Regions from separate parts of the Sus scrofa genome. Here region 2 is linked to region 1. The links are chromatin contacts, called in public HiChIP or PLAC-seq maps. All regions are on one chromosome and are shown on one strand. The core of a region is the stretch at or near the end of the contact, and the rest is flanking DNA. Distances in the headings are between cores, read along the strand shown. Region 1 holds the start of PEAK1 (pseudopodium enriched atypical kinase 1). Region 2 holds the start of HMG20A (high mobility group protein 20A).

The links. HiChIP or PLAC-seq counts read pairs in DNA pulled down with a chosen protein or histone mark.
Region 2: a contact with region 1 is called in an H3K27ac HiChIP or PLAC-seq map of alveolar macrophages. The contact joins the promoter of HMG20A here to the promoter of PEAK1 in region 1. A contact is called at or near these places in 1 of 47 Hi-C or Micro-C datasets (embryonic fibroblasts) and 2 of 2 datasets of contacts at active chromatin or transcription factors (alveolar macrophages and skeletal muscle).

What each region holds. Positions count from the first base shown.
Region 1 is chr7:57,442,941-57,447,116 of Sscrofa11.1, forward strand. PEAK1 (pseudopodium enriched atypical kinase 1) reads right to left here and starts at 1,729. Exons shown (of 6, transcript NM_001244188.1): 1 at 1,662-1,729.
Region 2 is chr7:57,501,787-57,505,962 of Sscrofa11.1, forward strand. It overlaps HMG20A (high mobility group protein 20A), which reads left to right and starts at 2,262. Exons shown (of 11, transcript XM_021099019.1): 1 at 2,262-2,784; 2 at 3,196-3,339. It also overlaps a transcript of PEAK1 not described here.

The DNA.
Region 1 (4,176 bases), core at 479-2,978:
TGCCTCTTCTGGGATCTTCTCATTAGGGAGGAAACATTAAAGACACTTTTTCTCTATTCTAACTCAGCACTTTTCCACTCGAAGCCCTTCCAGCTCTCCCTCCAACCAGCTCTGGATCCATAAAACTGCCTCCCTCAGCAGTAAGACAGCCCCCCTTCCCCACCTGGTACTGATTCACCTGAGTGAGGGGGCCTGCACTTTCTCATCTTTAGCCTCTTGCTTATACTATCCCAATAAGTGAATAAAGGCTGGACTGCTACTCTCATTTGGATCAGTGTTTTTAATCAGATACCTTGACACCTGGAAGCTCAGCACTACCCTTGCCCCCTGCCTCTCTCTCTCTCTAACTCAGCTGAGCTCCTGACACATAAAATGGAGTATTATTCAGCCATAAAAAGGAATGACGTACTGGTACATGCTGAATCATGGATGAACTTTATGCTAAAAGGAAGGAATAAGTCACAAAAGACCACATATTGTACAATCACATTTATAAGAAATGATCAGAATAGGCAGATATAGAGAGAGAGAGTAGATTAATAAGCCACCAGGAATGAGTACAGGGAGGAATGTGTACTAATAGCTAACAAGCACTGATGTTTCTTTGGCATGATGAAATATTCTAAAATTAAATTGGTGATAACTGCATAACTCTGTAAATATAATAAAAGCCACTGAATTTAAATAATTGGGTGAATTTTACGGTTTGTAAATGATTTCTCGGTAAAGCTGTTTTTTAAATGTTAGTTCCTAACATTCCTAGAGCACTAGTGAGATGGAAAAATGAATATAAAACAGATTATACTGCTCTGTAAAGGAATCTATAAAATATCCTTTAAACAGTGGAAAGGTACTGAAAGATTCTGAGTCATGGACTAAAATTATGTCATTTATCTTTAAGAAAAAGCACCCTCATAAGTGTGACAAGAATGGCTTAGAGAAAAGCTGAACTCAAAGTGGAAACTGATGGAAAGACCAGATGACAGACTTCTAAAGGTTCACTAAAAAAAATTAAGAGGTAGAGAAGACTTGAGCCAAGACATACAAGCAGAGGGACAGGGCTACAATACTATCATTAGAGTGAAATGCTATCTATAGGAAAAAAACACGAACATACAAAAAGGATACATCCTTACTTTATAAGCCCCCAAACAGAGGAAACTATAGAAAATAATCAACTTCAAGAGAACAGAGTGATAGAAAACTCTTAATAACTGTACTATTAAAATAATTACCAGTTGTAATCTATGACTTAAGTAATTGAGGGTTTGCCTTCAAGAATATCTGATTATAATGCCAGTATCTTTTCCAAGTGTGTCAGAGAGTAACAGTGTAAACTCTATCTTTGAGTATAAAAAAAAGGAAAAATTCACTCAAAACTATTTTAATCACTAGAATCAACTTCATTTGTTTCAAATGTCCTACAAACTAAGTAAGCATGCTATATATGTAGCTTTATAATAAATATTTGCCTCCTATTAACACTCTCAGAGGAAAAGACATTACATTTTTAATGCCTCACATTTTTCAGAAACAATTATTTATTGCAAAACATATTTTATTTATCTTTTCTTTACTACTGCAAAATCTTTATTGTTATCCATTCTTTTCTTTTTACAAAACATATTTTAAAATGCAAATGTATTCACCAAATGTCTCACCTTAGTTTTTCAGATAAATCCACAAAGAAATGTCTACAGCAAAGGTTCCAGTTTAGGCAGATACCTGAATTGAAAAAAGGAAAAAGACAGGGTCAATATGACTAAACCTGAGAAAGGAACTTAATTTTCTCAAGAGGAGAACCCTAACTTGATCATTTACACCTTCTAAAATTTTGTATTGAAGTTGTTTTTGCGAAACCTGTAGAATGGCAAGGATTTTAATTCTGCTAGACAATAATTATTGTCTATAATTATTTAAAATTTTGACAATTCTTTTCTTTTTTTTCCTTTTTTAACAGTCGCACCTGCAGCACATGGAAGTTCCCAGGCTAGGAGTCGAATTGGAGCTGCAGCTGAGGCCTATGCTACAGCCACAGCAAGGCCAGATCCGAGCTGCATCTGCCACCTACACTGCAGCTTGTGGCAACACCAAATCCATAACCCACTGAGCAAGACCAGGGATCGAACCCACACCCTCACAGAGACAATGCTGGGCCCCAACCCACTGCACCACAATGGGAACTCTCTTGACAATTCTTGAAATAAAAAACTTATCAAAACATACACTATAGGAGCTCAGTGGCTCAGTGGTTAATGAATCCGACTAGGAACCATGAGGTTGCAGGTTCGATCCCTGGCCTTGCTCAGTGGGTTAGGGATCCGGCATTGCCGTGAGCTGTGGTGTGGGTCGCAGACATGGCTCAGATGCTGCATTGCTTTGGCTCTGGTGTAGGCTGGCAGCTACAGCTCCAATTCAACCCCTAGCCTGGGAACCTCCATATGCCTGGGAGCGGCCCAAGAAATGGCAAAAAGACAAAAAAAAAAAAAAAAAAAAAAAAAAAATGTGCACTATATTAGCGGGGGTGAGGGGGATTGATTCAAGAAAAATATCTTTCTTTCCTCTTTTGAGTTTTCAAAAGAAAAGGCATTTTCTAAAGGTCTGCACCCCCTATAATACCACCATCATGATCTATCCTCACAAAGACAACAGAATTCAAAAATCTGGAAATGTAAAAGTAAACCAATAGCACATGTTTATTACAAAGCTTAAGTGAAAGGAAAGACTAAATTTTTTAGTGGCTAATAAATTATGAAAATTTCATCTACATTGGTAAAAGAAATCAAACTGAGATATTATCTTTCATCAATAAAATTAGAGTCATTTTTTAAATAAGATATTAAGCATTAGTGCTGTTCCAGTTCTCCTCCTACCTCACAGAATTGCACTTTACTGTTCTGTTTCAGCTTAGTTCTGGCTACATGACTTGCTTTAGAGACTAAAATGTACATTGACATGATACAAGATATTACTAGGCATAAACTTTCAGAACTAGTACACAACTGGAAGACCCACTCATTCCTGAAATGATTATGGAAACTAGTAAACAGACGGAGCTCTGATCAGGATGTTTCACTAAATGACTCTAAAGAGAGAAAGAGAAGAAGACCCTTTGCTGATGTGTGTCAGACATGTAGCACAAGCAAAAAATAAACTGTTGTATTAAACCACTGAGATTTTGGAGATTGTTACTATAGCATGATAGAGGGCTATGTTGACAGCTACATGTGATAATGTATTACTATAACATAATGATGCAATATAATATCTTTGCACACTACTCATGATGGTATAAACAGGTAAAATCTTTCTGGAAAGCAATTCTGCAATATATAAGAGCCTTCTAAAATTCAAAGCCTTTGATTTAGTAATTTCTCTTTCAGAAATCTGTCCTAAATAATAAAAAACCAAAAGACTTACAGCACATTTATGACTATAAAGAGCTGGGAACAAACTAAATGTCTAAATGATTAGTTAATAAGTTAGAATAAGCAATCATTAAATTATATACCAAAAATCTTTAATGGTTAATAGAGGAAACTCTGTGAAAGGCATATATGGAAACTTTATTATCTGCTCGATTTTTCTGTATATGCAACTCTAGAACAGACAAAACTAACCTAGAGTGACAAAAAGCAGATCTGTTGTCACCAAAGGCTGTGTGAAAGAACTGAGTGCAAAGGAGTTTAAGAGAAACTTATAGGTGTGACTAAAATGTTCTACACCATTTTTTTTTTTCTTTTTAGGCCACACCTGCAGCATATGGAAGTTTTGGGGCTAGGGGTCAAATAGGAGCTGCAGGCCCACGCCACAGCCTCAGCAACACCAGATCCAAGTGGCATCTGCAACCTACACTGCAGGTTGTGGCAAAGCGGAATCCTTAACCCACTGAGCAAAGTCAGGGATTGAATTTGCATCCTCATGGACACTGTGTTGGGTTCTTAACCCCCTGAGCCACAACGGGAACAATGAAATGTTCTACATCTTGATTGTGGTGATGGTTACAGGATATATACATTAGTCAAAACTCACCAAACTGTACTGCACATTAATTGTATCTTACTGAAACTGATTTTAAAAATAAATTTTTAAGGGATTTCCCTGTTGGTTCGGTAGGTTAAGAATCCAACACTGTCACTGCTGTGGCATAAGTTCTATCCCTGGCCCAAAACTTCA
Region 2 (4,176 bases), core at 1,012-3,511, 59 kb after region 1:
AAATATCAAATCCTAAATGTCTCCATAAGTAAGGGGTGGAGAAGAGAATCACACATCAAAAAGGCTTAAAGAAAATAATTTGACATTTTTTCCCACATAATATAATATGTTAGAGTCTCCAAAAATAAAGACATGATAAAATATTTCCCCCTCTTCCTTTCGACAGTTATAGAAAGATGTTTGTTTTTTCACATAGTTTGAGAGTTGGTCATAGCCAAAACTCACTAGCAATGGTATGAATTCTGCTTCCATTGTTAACTGTTCATCTCTGGGCCGAGGCAACAACTCCCATCTTTGAAGCCAAGAAAATGTACCATACTTGCCATTATAGTTTACTAAACGAGTCACCAAAGAGAAGTGCCAGGCACTTCAGAAAGTAATTAAGGTAGTCAGTGAATTGAGCTATCTAGAAATGCTTTGAGATTACAGGAGAAGCCATCATGAAGCAAGTATTCAAGATTGCCTGATGGAAAGTTTTACCCCTGTGGATAATTCACGGTTTTCACTTCTACACTGCAGAGAGCAATATGGTTCTCCGATTATACAGGTTCTTTGACTATACACATTACTACATCATTTCATTTATCAGGGGGGAAAAAAAAAGACGATGAGGCTGAACAAAAATCGAGAAGCAGACCCCAAAAGAGAATCCTCAAAGCAATCCCAAAATCTGGTGAAAACCTATTGACATACATCACACAATGAACTAAAAATAGCCTTTCATGTAAGTCCCCAAATATTTAATTCAACGTATAATCTTACCATATTTAACAGAGGCAGAAGAAAAATTGTATTAGGTTCTCTATAACAAGGACAATAAAGATGAAATCATAGTTTTCCTTTAACTTGTCACTATCCTATCCCCTCAATGCCAGTCTTCCAATAACTCCAATCCACAGCTCTCAAATTCCTAAACGGTTGTCTTAAAAAACACAACGGATTGCAAGAAAGTAACATTTAAAGGTAGAAGGGCTCCTCTTTCCCGTAGCTCTCAGTAGTTTTTTTAACGTAGTCAAAGGACGAAAAAGACCAAATCAAGCTCTCAGGCGAATGGTGCAGGCGACCGGGAGGAGGTACAGAAGGGGGCTCAGACAGCAGCTTCCCATCACGGAAGGTAAGAAAAGTTGTAAGAACGGATGAGTCAAAGGGTAAGGGAGAAACAAAACTGATCCAACAAACAATTCGAAATCCCCAAATAACCCGCATCTTAGGAGTCTTACAAACCTCAGAGCGAAGTGAGCAAAGAGCCAACGGGTTTCGTCCTGGCGCTGCTGGCCAGGCTGCTCCAGATCCTCCCGGGTTTGGAGGTGGCTGTCCGGCACACTTAGCAAGAGCAAGGGGAGTCCTTCCTGCCCCAGCCTCACAGCGTTCACTACTCTAGGCTCCACTTTCCCCAGCAGCCTTCCAGCCGCGCCCGGGGGCGTCTCTCGCCGCCAGGTCCCAACTTTCCCTCCTCTGGGGGGCGCCGAGCTACTGGGGCTGCCGCCTCCGCCGCCACCGAAAGAGGGGGCGGAGGCGGCCGGGGCGCGAGGGGGCGCGCGGCGCCGCGGGCCCCGAGGTCGGCGGGGCGCGGGGGTGGCCGCGGCCAGAGAGCCTGTGCCCGGCCGGACGCTCTGACCGCCAGAACCCCCGCAGAGGCGCCACCGGGACCCCGCGCCGCCCCGCCCGTATTCTCCCAGGTCATCGCCCTCACCCCGCAACGACCCTGGTCCCACAAGCCGGCGCGAGAGAAGGGAAGCGAGAGGACGCGGACAACTCTATCTCTGTTACCTGAGGGGCGCACAAGCCGCCGCGGTGACCACCATCGTTCGCCGTCCCGTATCCTTCCTGGTGACCGCAGCCGTCGCCGCCGAGCAACTGACACTGACTAACAACAACTAACTACTCGCCGCCGCCGAGTCCACCGCGCGCTCCCGGCTGCCCGCAGCTCGCCGCCCGCCCGGCCCACCAGCCTGCCCGCCTCCTCCCAGCCAGCTCGCCTCCCCTCCGCGCGCGCACTCGCCGCCGAGCTACTTGAACGAGCACGCGCGCGCGCACGGGCCCAAGGCCCTCTCCCTGTCTCGCTTTAGCCCCGAGGGAGGAGTCACCATGAAGCCCCTCCTCTCGCGTTCCTACCTCCAGAGGAAGAGCTCTAGAGAGAGGTCTGATTGGCTGAAGAGGGCGTGGCCAAAGGAAGAGGGCCGGACGATAAGGACTGGGAAGGGAAATTTCAGGTCTATTACGATCCTGGGAAGGGACATTTCAGGTCTATTATGGTCCAGAGGGAAAGGGGAGTGAAGTATTGTCCCTTTTCATGCCAGAGTCCCCTCGGTCGGCCTGCTGTCGAATACAGAATAGGTATCTTCAAGGACTCCAGCCTACAGTAATTAGCAATTTTAAGTCCTGATTCTTTCTGCAGGCCTTAGCAATTTTAAAAAACTACATCTCCCAGAAACCTCCGCGAAAATAAGTCTCACCTTGCGTAATCACGTAGTCTTTCGCCGCCTTTGAACAAAATAATCCCTTCATTTTTCTGAAGGTATAGGGAATAATATTTGATTTCTCTCCTCACTGGAACAGTCTTAAATGCTGCAATAAGGGAAGTTACCTATGGGAAGGTGGTTAAGCGATTAGCTAAAGGGAAGGAAAGGACATCAAAATAAAGCAGTGCGGAGGAATTTTTGTCAAGCTGTGAGACGACGGAGTGAGAAGCGTGAAGGCGATTGAGAGGGGCTCAGGGAATTGTCCTCTGTGCCAGGGACTTTCTTTAGGCCCCAGGCCCCCGCCTGTCCCTATCTTCAGCAGGTCAGTAAGCAAGGCAACCTTGGGGGTGGCCACAGTGGAGCTGCCCTTCACCCCTTGAAGATCATCCCTCTTTTGCTGTTATTATTGGTTTGTCTGTTTGAGGCCGACTAACTGGGGGCGCCTCACTTCCGGTTGGGGGAGGGGAAGAAGGCCATCCTGGGGGAGGGGGGACCGTAACTCACTTCCTGTGGGGGTAGGGTGATGGTTTGGGTGTCCAGCCCACTTTTTATGCCGGCGAGGGCTTGAAAAGGTGATGCCTGGTGCCATATGCATAGACAGTATCTTAAAGCTTTGGGATTGTGTCTTATGCGAAAAGTTAGGTTATTCCACCTAGTTGTGCTAATCACCAGGCTCCAGTCAGAATTTGAGTTTTGGTTCCACGTGTAAGATGGAAAATTTTCTCTCCAACAGAATTTCCTTAGTGCGTTCTTCAAAGAATTCGAAACCCCTTGTTAAAATTCTCTACTCATCTCTACAAGATGACATACTTTCTTGCGTGACTCATGAATTGCCCATCCCTGCTTCCCTACTGAAGTCTAACCTTGGCTGAATAAGGTATAGCGATGTTCTCTGCCATGACATACCACAGGAACTCTGTAGTTTCTCATAAGGAGGTAGTTTATTACAAGACTCAATATTTTACCTAAATTATGAAGCATTTTCACCTGACCACAGTGAAAATATCATACTGAAGTACTCAATTACTTGGTGTTACTTTAACTGATTGTGATTATCTTAAATCCTTAGTCTTGTTAATTTTAGGCAACAGGTTCTGCCCTTTGCCTTAAAACAACTTCCTCAGCTCTCACATTGCTTACATGTAACTTACTGTTTGTGAAAGTTACACTGTAGTACATTTTCCTCTCTGTCAGCACCAATTAAAAAATGGTGTCTGTGCTTTGTGGATTTAAGGCATGGTCCAAGGAACATTGAGATTAAGCTTAAATTTTAAATAAGGGGGAAAATTCGCTCACAGAAGACAAAAGATAAATGCCAGATGTTTCTATTTTTCCTATACTCTTTATGTTCTGTAAGAAACTATATGTGAAGTAGTAATAAACACTGAACAGTTGATTGCCTTCATTTCTGTCTTCAAGTACCACAGTACTTGGGAGGTAGAGGTGGGAAGGGTACTGAAGGAATCAATGTATTCTGAGCTCATAAAATCTCAACACCTTTAGTAATTTTAGAATAGCTGTCTAGTGAACTGTAATGTCTTTCAAGAATTTTCAAAAGAATAAGGCCTGTGTATTTTTTCCTAATCTACCCTAGAATTTGCAATTGTTTTAATTCTAGTTCTTTTAATAAGCTAGTTCATTTAGAGTTTATTAGAAAATGTGATTTAAATGAAAATGTTTAAACAGCTGTAACTTAAATGTAACAGTAAGAAAA